2 separate regions of the Mus musculus genome follow, and region 2 is linked to region 1. Evidence: chromatin contacts called from public Hi-C data. All regions are on one chromosome and are shown on one strand. The core of a region is the stretch at or near the end of the contact, and the rest is flanking DNA. Distances in the headings are between cores, read along the strand shown.

Region 1 (5,040 bases), core at 984-3,483:
AAATGATTCCATGAGGGGATACCGTGAAGCAAGCACAGTTCAAAGGGTTTCTGACGAAACTGTAACAGAGAATTTGAACGTTGGTACATTGATAGGGTGTTTTCAAATTGTCCTTTTAAAAACATAGTCATGTCCAAAATTCAAGCATGCTTGAGAGAACACCAAGCTCAGCTTTCTCTCTTTGGAGACAGGGTACAGTCGACAGATGAAAGCGCACAATGGTCAGATACATTTACATTTCCGATAAACAGTTGGCTTGTTAGCATACATGTCTCAATAACCCCATAAGAAATCTAATTTTAGGAGTTCTGGGTTCTTATTTTCTAAATCTGGTACCTCTGGAACAGGAAGAAGATGTATTAATCACCCCAGAGCTGTGTGAACTGCAAGATAGATAGATAGATAGATAGATAGATAGATAGATAGATAGATAGATAGATAGATACATAGATACATAGATACATAGATACATAGATACATAGATACATAGATAGATACATAGATAGATACATAGATAGATACATAGACAGATACATAGATAGATACATAGATAGATACATAGATAGATACATAGATAGATAAATTGTAATCTTCACCCTTTTAAAAAGTTTTAGAAATTTATTTGAGTCCAGTTACAAGCTGCCCTCTGACCCTTACATGCCAGTCATGGCATGGGAGCACTCATCCACACACAATAAATGTATACGCATGCATATGTGCACATGCCTGCGTGTATGTGTGGTTATGGGTATACTGCGTGCATTCTTGCATGCGTGCATGAGTTGTGTGTGTGCACACACATATGTGTGTCTGTGTGTGTCTGTATGCGTGTGTGTGTGTGTGTGTGTGTGTTTGTGTGCGCACGCGTGTGTGTTCATGCACCTCAGCGCTCATGCGGAAGTCAGAGGACAACTTTCAGAAGTCTTCCGTCCCCTTGAGGCAGGGTCTCCAGTGTAATCTTCCTGGGTTGGAGCACCATCTTCGGAGATAAAATGCTACCTAAACTTAAGATCAGTTTATTGCTAGCTAGATTATACACAGCATCACTCCATCACCCAATATTTACCTGGAGACTAACTGGTATCGGGCAATGGGTGATGGGCAGTGGGTGCTGTATTTAGAGCAAAAAGATCCGAGGTTGAATTTCATCATTGACTGTAGCACCTTCGGCAAATTAATTCCTCAGCGTCTCAGATTCTTTGTCTACGGCAATGGGGATAAGACAGTTATTATAAGAGCCAAATTAGCTAATGTGCACAGAAGCACTCTGCTTTTATGAATGGCTATAAACAGATTATGACTTATTAGAGAGCCACTCTGATCTAGGAGTAGCCCGACCGTCAGATCCCAGCACGTGGGGAGAAGAGAAGGGATAGGGTCAACCTGAGGTATGCAGTGAAACCCAGGGGAAGAGATGGGGAGAAAGTGAAGGAGAGAAGAAAAAGAAGAAGAAAAAGGTGCCGCCAAAAGGTACCCTGGCTTCAGCTCGCCTTGAAGTGGGTTATTGTCGAAGCTGCACAGGGAGGAGCTCTTTCTCCAAATTTTCAAGGGCAGAATTCTTAGCCAGTAACCACAAGTAGTTATTTTACCATCCATTCTCTTTATATTTCAAAAGACTCGGGTTCAAATGTCAGTTCCAAGTCTCTGTTTCTTCTCATAACAAATGGACCAAATGATATTCACTCCACAGGAAGGAGGGCTAAGAAAAATAGAGGCTTACTTGGGGTTTTCTGTCTAGGGATGTGTGTTCTCATCTGTGCTCCTCCTGGAGTGTCCCCTGTAAGCCCCGGGGAGTGGATAGGCTTAAGGAATAGGCCTCAGTTTTCCTTGTCTTTCTTTGCTTAGTGGCTCTAAAATCAGAGCCCAGCAGGAGAGTCGTGGGAGAGGCCTTCTAAGATGGGGTCAGAAACGCTCAAAGCAGTATTACTACCGATCTCCCTGCACTCCCAAGACAATAACCTTCTCTAATCACTACCAGATTCCACATTCGCGCCAGAAAGCAGCAGGGAGCAGTTGCCTTGACCCGCCAGGGCCTCCAGCCCCTCCCCGCCAGACGCAGACTAATGCGATACAGACGTCTCCCTCCCAGCACCGCTCTCCCACCCGCAGTCCCTCTCCAGACGGACATCGCTCTTCCGAAGTCATTTTTTGCAGGTCACCAGGCCACTTTTCCACGAAGCCAGGGAGAAGCCTGCACCTCGGGACTTCCTAGCTACCCAGAGGGTATTGTATTCACTCCTGGCGGAAGCCAACTTCAAAAGGGTATCAGGCGGGGCTTCTCACTCATTTCGATGGTACAACAGTGACCTCCAGTGGCAGAGCCGGGAGACAAAAAAAATCTGCAACGTCTCAGAATATTCCTGTCCTCATAGAAGACAGTCTACAATAGGACACGATTTCTCTTGTAAACAGCGTCTAGGACGACGACGACGGTGATGGACTCCATAGTTGCTGAATCCAAGCAATCCTGCAGAGATAGCCAGTGGCAAGTTTCCAACCCACGATCTGAGCTCCATGGCCTATCATTTATTTAGTACAGCTCCCTCAGCTCTTAATCCACTCCAGACCCCGCCCTGGTGCCCAAGTGGCTTGTGTTAATTCCACTGCTAGAAATGACCTCTTCATCTCTCTGCCTGATAAAATCTTCGTGTGATGATGTCAGATGAGAACATGCCACTTGGGGACACTTTCCAGATCATCCCTCCTAACAGAATTGATTTTGTCTTCAAAACCAAATAGTATCAAGGACGTCAATACTGCTGAATGCATTCGGCTTGAGAAGCAACACGGTACAGCACTGTTGTAGGGACTTCCACTGCTGAGAGTTCTAGGTGAAGGATGGAAGGGTGTGGGAGTGTCAGGCACATCTGCAGCACCATGACACATGCCTGAGGAAATGACATAAGAGAGGAAGGGTTTATTTTGGCCCACAGATTTGTATCTTTCTGTCCACTGTCATTGGTATCTGTTGGTTCCAGTCCAGTGTTTGGTGAGGCAGAACATGAGGGCAAAGAGCAAAGTGGCCCTCCTTGGGACAGATAGGAGATGGGAAGGGACTTAATAAAGACAAAATACATCTCCTAATACATCATTAGAGGCTACTTCCTCCAGTGTGGCCTTCCCTCCTATCTCTACCAACTCCCATCATATTATGAGCTTGTGAATGGACTGATCTACAGATTAGTTCCGAGTCCTCAGGAACCAGTCATCTTCCCTTCGCTCGACTGTTGACTGTCGCGTTGAGAATAGAGCCCTTCACATGTGATCCTTGACAAGGGGCACACTTCATATGCAAATTATAATTACTGAGCTCAGAATGCTGCAGACTAGTGGGGTGTGCACAGGAAAAAACAACTGCCATCGAGTGTAGTAAGGAGTTCCATATTTGTCTCAAGTAAGAGTCATCACTCCAGTCAGGGGGAAGAAATGCAATCAGAGACTGTCTAAATAAATGGAAGGGCTTTGCTTGGGTATTTGGGGGCTGAACGGGAGTTAATGAGGCAGGTAGAATGATTTAAGATGGGGGAAGAAAAGAAAAGATGCTCATTTGGATGTGAAATAACTACCTAGAAGTGATTTCGTTGCGACAAGGGGCAGCCCACGCTGGCTGGATTATCTATCACTGGATGTTTTACAGTCAAGAGATACTAGGCTGGAAGACTACTGAAAGCAGGATTGGGATCTTCCAAACTGTTGGCTATATAACCCAGGGTCATCAATGATTGCTGAACTATAGCATGATTCGGGGAGAATAAGCTCACGCATAAGCTAGAGTGGCTCACAAAACAGGATAAAAATCAAAATCTGGTTTCTGCCCATTAGTGGTTCTCAGATGCACTGGCATACGAATGTATTGGTCAAATCTCATCCACTGGGATGAAGCTAAGTTATTGAGCTGGTGAGCAAACAGGTCAGGCACAGTGCCTCAAGATGGAAGGCAAAACCACAAGAAGGGCAGCTGCCCAGCCTGCAGTGTGGAGACAAATGTCAACGTTGCAGGAAATGAGATGCCCGACGGAAGAGTGGAGATCTCAAACCAAGTCTGTGAACTGCATCTTGCTGAAACACGACTCATTTTCGGTGTCCTCGCTCTTGAGAGGAAGTCCAATGAAGATGCTCAGAAGGTCTGGCTCTGAGATCCAGGGAGGATCAGAGGGACCAAAGGGGCCCCAATCTCCCTTCAAACATATGTTCTGAGCAGCTGGGGAATGACGGTCTGTTTGTTCTTCAGCGTCAGATAATAAATTCTGGCTGAATCTGATGGAATTTAGCCTTTCTGGATAATTTATCATGAATGAAGAATTATATGCCCCCTTGATATATGGTGCAGGAGACACATCGGTGCCTGAGATGAACAGTAACTTAAGTCATGAAGCTATGTATCCATGTGTGTTTATATCTGCACACCCCAGGGTCTCCCTGCACACCGGAAAGGACTACAGTTAATCTACAGCTGGTGGTGCTTGGTGTGGGGAAAGCAGGTGACCTGCTGCAGAAGGTGCAAAACTCCATCCAGGCCGGTAGTGAAAGTCTTCACTGTGGGAATGAAACACAACACAGAGACCTGTCTGCCCACCGATATATTAGAAAGATACATTAGATGCAATATCCATTCCCCATTAGAAACTGAGCTGCCTGAGGGGCCTCACCCAGCACAGCACCTAACTCAGCACTCAATAAACCCTGGCTGAGTCAGAGAAGAATAAGCCCCTCAAGAAGAGGAACTAGGAAGTTCCTGGAGACACCTGGAGGGTGTGCAGAAGAACCAGAGCATTCTGTGGTCCCCAGACACGCCCTTTTATCTTTGCGCCAATACAGTTAATATGGACATTAGAACGAATGGCCATCTGGAAAACAGATAAAGGTGATTTTGGATTCTGGCTGTGCCACTTCATTAGCTTGGGCAATGAATGTCTTAAAGTGTCTGAGGTGCTATTTGGCTCTAGAAGACATCCAGAAGTTCTGTGTATAAAGGTGACCCTTGCTGTCTGCTATAATATTAAAAAGTAAAATAAAATAACATAATTTTTTAAAAACCTG
Region 2 (5,040 bases), core at 929-3,428, 74 kb before region 1:
CCCATCAACAGGCAAGTGCATTAAGAAAATGCCGTACATATACACAGACATTAAGAACAAAATTATGTCATTTGCAAAGAAATTAATGAAGCTGGAACCTCTCATGTTAAGCAAAATAAGCCATAGTCAGAGGCACCTTTTACATATTTTCTCTCAAATGAGGACTGGAAAAGTCGGAAGGGAGATTACTAGGGAAGGAATGGACCAGGGAGAATGGAAAGGAATAGGAGTGGATATTAGGGAGCACAAATACTATAAAAGTTTTATATATATATGGTATCATAATACAAACCTCATAATTCATAAAACTAATGAACACATAAAAATAAATCATTAATGAACAAATTGATTCTGTTTCTTCTAATGAAGTTTTATGGGCTGCATAGCCCTCTAATCCCAGCCAAGGAAGACCGGGGCTGATTGCAGAGGAGGCTGAGGTACTTGTAGAAACTTTAAAATGAGAGCATTATGGGGACTTTATCAGCATGCCTGGAATTATGCTGAGCCACTTGATATGGAAAGTCATCTCCTTACTCTAAGACCAAGAGCAGTTTCCGAAGCTGCCTCTCATTCAACACTGGGAAAGAATTTGCTATCTCGGCAGAGATCACTTGATAAAGTGTATGAATCTAGTCCTATAAGAACCAGGGAGCAGAAGCACAGATAACATTAGAATGTCCAGGAGATCAGCTGGCTTTGGACCTGAGTGCATTTGGTGTGAGGGAGCCCCATGCACTGCTATGTCTTCAGACTAGGGCAGGACAGCGGTGTATGTAGCATCTCATGAGGCGTGCCGGGCATATGCTTCCGCACCATCCATCATGCCTTCCTTTGCATCAGCACTAAGGAAATATTAACCCCTGCCTGGGGTTGAGATGGAAGAAACAAGAGTCTGAAGGATTCTTTCTGCTCCATGTTTAATGCAAGCAAGGCAAATGACTGTAGAAAATACAGGAGGTTGCATGGGTCATGGAGAGGTAGAGATAGGGAATCCCCAGAGCGAGCTAGTGATTAGCCAAACCAGCAAGCTCTGGTTCAAATGAGAGAACCTGCGAACAATTAAGGAGACCACTTTAATTTCCACATGCATGCATGCATGCACACATGTGCTCACACACAAGTACCCACACACATGTAAACACACATGTGCACACACACAAGAATACAACTAGGGTAATGGGTTATATGGAGCTCATTTTTTTTCCTTACTCGTGTGAATGTTTGACATTTCCTAGAGTAAGACACTAAAAACACAAAAGGCAGCATCACTGCTCCTTTAAGCTTCCGGGAACAGAGAACTTTTCCTCTGCCTATTTCCACCACTCCCTGTTGTTCAGCCGGAAACACACATGTGGATAGAAACACAGTGACCAGACTCCACAGTCAAATGGAATCTACTAGAGGTAGATCTTTCCCAGGATGGAGCAGCAGGGTGCCAGGCACCTGAAGGAATACAGTAACACTCAGAGGGGGACATGGGAGAGGACGGTGGGAGCCTTTGGAAGAGAGTGTACTGACTCTATGATTTTGTCATGTCTGCCTCACAGGTGTTCTTGAGGGTAGCTGTGGGTCGCTGAGTTTCCCCCCTTCTCCCATGAGCTCTCACTGCTGCCCCATCCCAGATACAATTACCATGGGCTTCAGAAACAAAGTCTCTCACTGGCTTTTGACCCCTGCCCCCTTAATAATATTAGACTATAAAGTTGCTTAGCACAGGAGCAGTTGCCATGACGACGACATCCATATCTCTGTACGAGTGCCAGAACTGAGACCTGGGGGCTTGGGCACATGGCAAAAGGACAGCTTGTGAGGAACAATGGAGGGAGAGACTGCAGATTCTTTTCATGCCTAATTACCCATGAGCACATGGCACAATGGCTTATTTAACTCTGCCTTGGCTCAGAAACGAGGCAGGTTCCCTGTTCCAGTTGGAAGGGATTCCAGCCCTGGCCATGGAAGGGCGGGAGAAAAAGAACCAAGAGTTACGGAATTGAAGAGACCTCTTCCTAATTATTTTGCATTTTGGCCATATTTCCTCAGAAGGCAATTATTCCAAGTCAGGAGGATTGCTCCACCTCAAATATAGCTGCAGGCTGAACTCTGATAACTGGTATTAGGGACCATTGCTGCCCATGCATAGCTGGGCAATAGGATGCAGCTCAGGGTCCGTGCTCAGAACTGACTCAGCCAATCAGAGGGTAGGATGGTTTGTGAACACCCTAGGATGTAGAAAGTGACTTTTCCAGCTCCCTATTCACTCGACAGGGATAGAATTTTGGCCTGATCCCTACACACAAACACACACACACACACACACACACACACACACACACACACACACACACACACACTGGAATTTTGCAAATGGAGGGTGAGGGGTGTTGACAGGAGAGACAGAATGGCAAGAGGAGCAAAGAAGGAAGTCTATTTTCATCAGGGGGCTGGGCCACCTCTCTACACAAAGAACTCACAAAAATACCCCAAGGTGCTTTGTACTCATCAAAGATAGAAGGAGAGAAAACAAGACTACATCCTTAGAGGAATTAGAAATATGCATGATTTTCACAGATTTATGCCTTAGGCTCTTTGTTGGATTCTCTATCTTCATAGTCAAATGAATAGGCAAGAAATGCCGAGGAAATGATCTGTGCTTTTACTGATTACCAAGGCAGCACCCATGTCAACCTAGATAACCTTGCTTTACCCACTGATTGGGTCTCTGCTCCAGTCTGACCGGGATCATTTTCCTCTCTGGGTGATTTACTGATCATCCTCTCAGCCAAATAACCCTGGTCGAAGAGGTCGAAGGCTTTCCTCCTCTCTTTCCTGGCTCAGCAAAGTCCAGTGTGTCTCACTGAGCTCTCTTAGGATATCTGTTCCTTATCATTAAGTGCACTGGGATATAAGATGTCAGAGCTATCTTACCAAGGTGTCCAGAGCACACTCTAAATTATGGAAAGAAAAATGTATTTGTTAAGGAGTCATTGGTATTTTTGAGAAACTCTATAGATCTATCAACCATGAGAAGTACAGCCATAATGTATGTATATGTATATGACATATATTTATGTCTATATGCATATGTGTGTATGAATATGCATATATATAATGCATATGTATGGTGTAATGTATATGATGTGTGTATATATGTTTATGTAAGTGTACATGTACGTGTATGCGTGTACTCATATGCACACACACATAATTTTTGTAGTGACTACCAGATGAACTGGCCTTGGCTGTAAGGCAGGGCTCATGTGGATTTTAATCCCCTGCACCATAGAGAAGGGGATTAAAAAAGATGATCCTTGAGGATCTTGAGGCACCCTTGAGGCTCAGTTCACTCGTCCTTTCTGTAACCATGGGAAGTCTTATGATGTGAAAAACAGACCATGCTCAAAATATTGGGCATATGCCCAGAAGATGTTCCAACATGTAATAAGGACACATGCTCTACTATGTTCACAGCAGCCTTATTTATAACAGCCAGAAACTAGAAAGAACCCAGGTGTCCCTCAACAAAAGAACGGATACAGAAAATGTGGTACATTTACACAATGGAGTACTACTCAGCTATTAAAAACAATGAATTTATGAACTTCTTAGACAAATGGATGGACCTGGAGGATATCATCCTTAGTGAGGCAACCCAATCACAAAAGAACACACATGATATGCACTCGCTGATAAGTGGATATTAGCCCAGAAGCTCAGAATACCCAAGATACAATTTGCAAAACACATGAAACTCAATAAGAAGGAAGACCAAAGTGTGGATACTTCAATCCTTCTTAGAAGGGGGAACAAAATACCCATGGAAGGAGTTACAAAGACAAAGTATGAAGCAGAGACTGAAGGAATGACCATCCAGAGACTGCCCCACCCTGGGATCCATCCCATAAACAACCACCAAAACCAGACACTATTGTGGATGCCAACAAAAGCTTGCTGACAGGAGCCTGATATAGCTGTCTCTTGTGAGGCTCTGCCAGTGCCTGACAAATAAAGAAGTGGATGTTCACAGCCATCCATTGGACAGAGCAGAGGGTCCCCCAAAGAAGGAGCTAGAAAAAGCACCCAAGAGACTGAAGGAGTTTGCATCCCCATAGGAGGAACAACAATATGAACTAACCAGTACCCCCAGAACTCCCTGGGACTAAACCACCAACCAAAGAAAACACATGGTGAGACTCGTGGCTCTAGCTGCATATGTAGCAGAGGTTGGCCTAGTTCGTCATCAATGGGAGAAGAAGCCCTTGGTCCTGTGAAGGTTCCATGCCCCAGTATAGGGGAATGCCAGGGCCAGAAGCAGGAGTGGGTGGGTTGTGAGCAGGGAGAGGAGAGAAGGGAAAAGGAGGAGGAACTAGGAAAGGGGATAACATTTGAAATATAAATAAAGAAAATATAAGAAATAAAAAAAAAAGAAAATAGACCATGCTCAAAATACCAGCGTTATCTCCTGTACAGTGTACAGATCTATTAGAATAACATCTGACTTCTCAATGGAGATTCTAAAAGCCAGAAGTTTCTGAACAGATGTTCTACAGAATCTAAGAGACCACAAATGCCAGTCCAGACTACTATATCCAGCAAAAGATTCAATCACAATAGTTGGAGAAATTAAGGCATTCCATGATTTTAAAAAAAAACAAATATAATCAATATCCACAAATTTAGCAGTAGGCTCTAGAAGGAAAAGTCCAACCTAAATAGGTTAACCACACCCAATAAAACACAAGAAATAAATAATCCCTACCAGAAAATATAAAGGGGAAAACACAAACACGCACATGCACATGCACACACACGTGCACACACACACACACCATCACCACCACCACCACAACCACAACAACAACAAAATAACAGGAATCAACAAACACTGCTCATTGGTATTTCTCAACATTAATGCTTTCAATTCTCCAATTACAAACAAACAAACAAACAAACAAACAAACAAAAACAGACTAACAGAAAGGATGGGAAAACTGGATCCATCCTTCTGCTGCATCCAAGAAACACATCCTAAAACTAAGGGTA

What was found. Hi-C and Micro-C count contacts between places; a contact is called where the count stands out from the background.
Region 2: a contact with region 1 is called in a Hi-C map of the N1E-115 cell line, with 2.5 times the contacts expected there. The contact joins two enhancer-like sites. A contact is called at or near these places in 7 of 484 Hi-C or Micro-C datasets (8-cell embryo, the N1E-115 cell line, embryonic stem cells and 4 more).

Annotation. Positions count from the first base shown.
Region 1 is chr9:41,226,149-41,231,188 of GRCm38.p6, reverse strand. No RefSeq gene overlaps it. Among named protein-coding and RNA genes, the nearest start is that of 1700063D05Rik, 23 kb to the right of the region's middle. RefSeq lists an enhancer at 644-3,287. Within about 2 kb of position 2,233, at least 216 of the 459 cell types and tissues checked have an H3K27ac peak or open chromatin away from gene starts, as enhancers often do. A contact at or near this core is called in the N1E-115 cell line, where this site is marked.
Region 2 is chr9:41,300,124-41,305,163 of GRCm38.p6, reverse strand. No RefSeq gene overlaps it. Among named protein-coding and RNA genes, the nearest start is that of Gm25401, 37 kb to the left of the region's middle. Within about 2 kb of position 2,178, at least 25 of the 459 cell types and tissues checked have an H3K27ac peak or open chromatin away from gene starts, as enhancers often do. A contact at or near this core is called in the N1E-115 cell line, where this site is marked.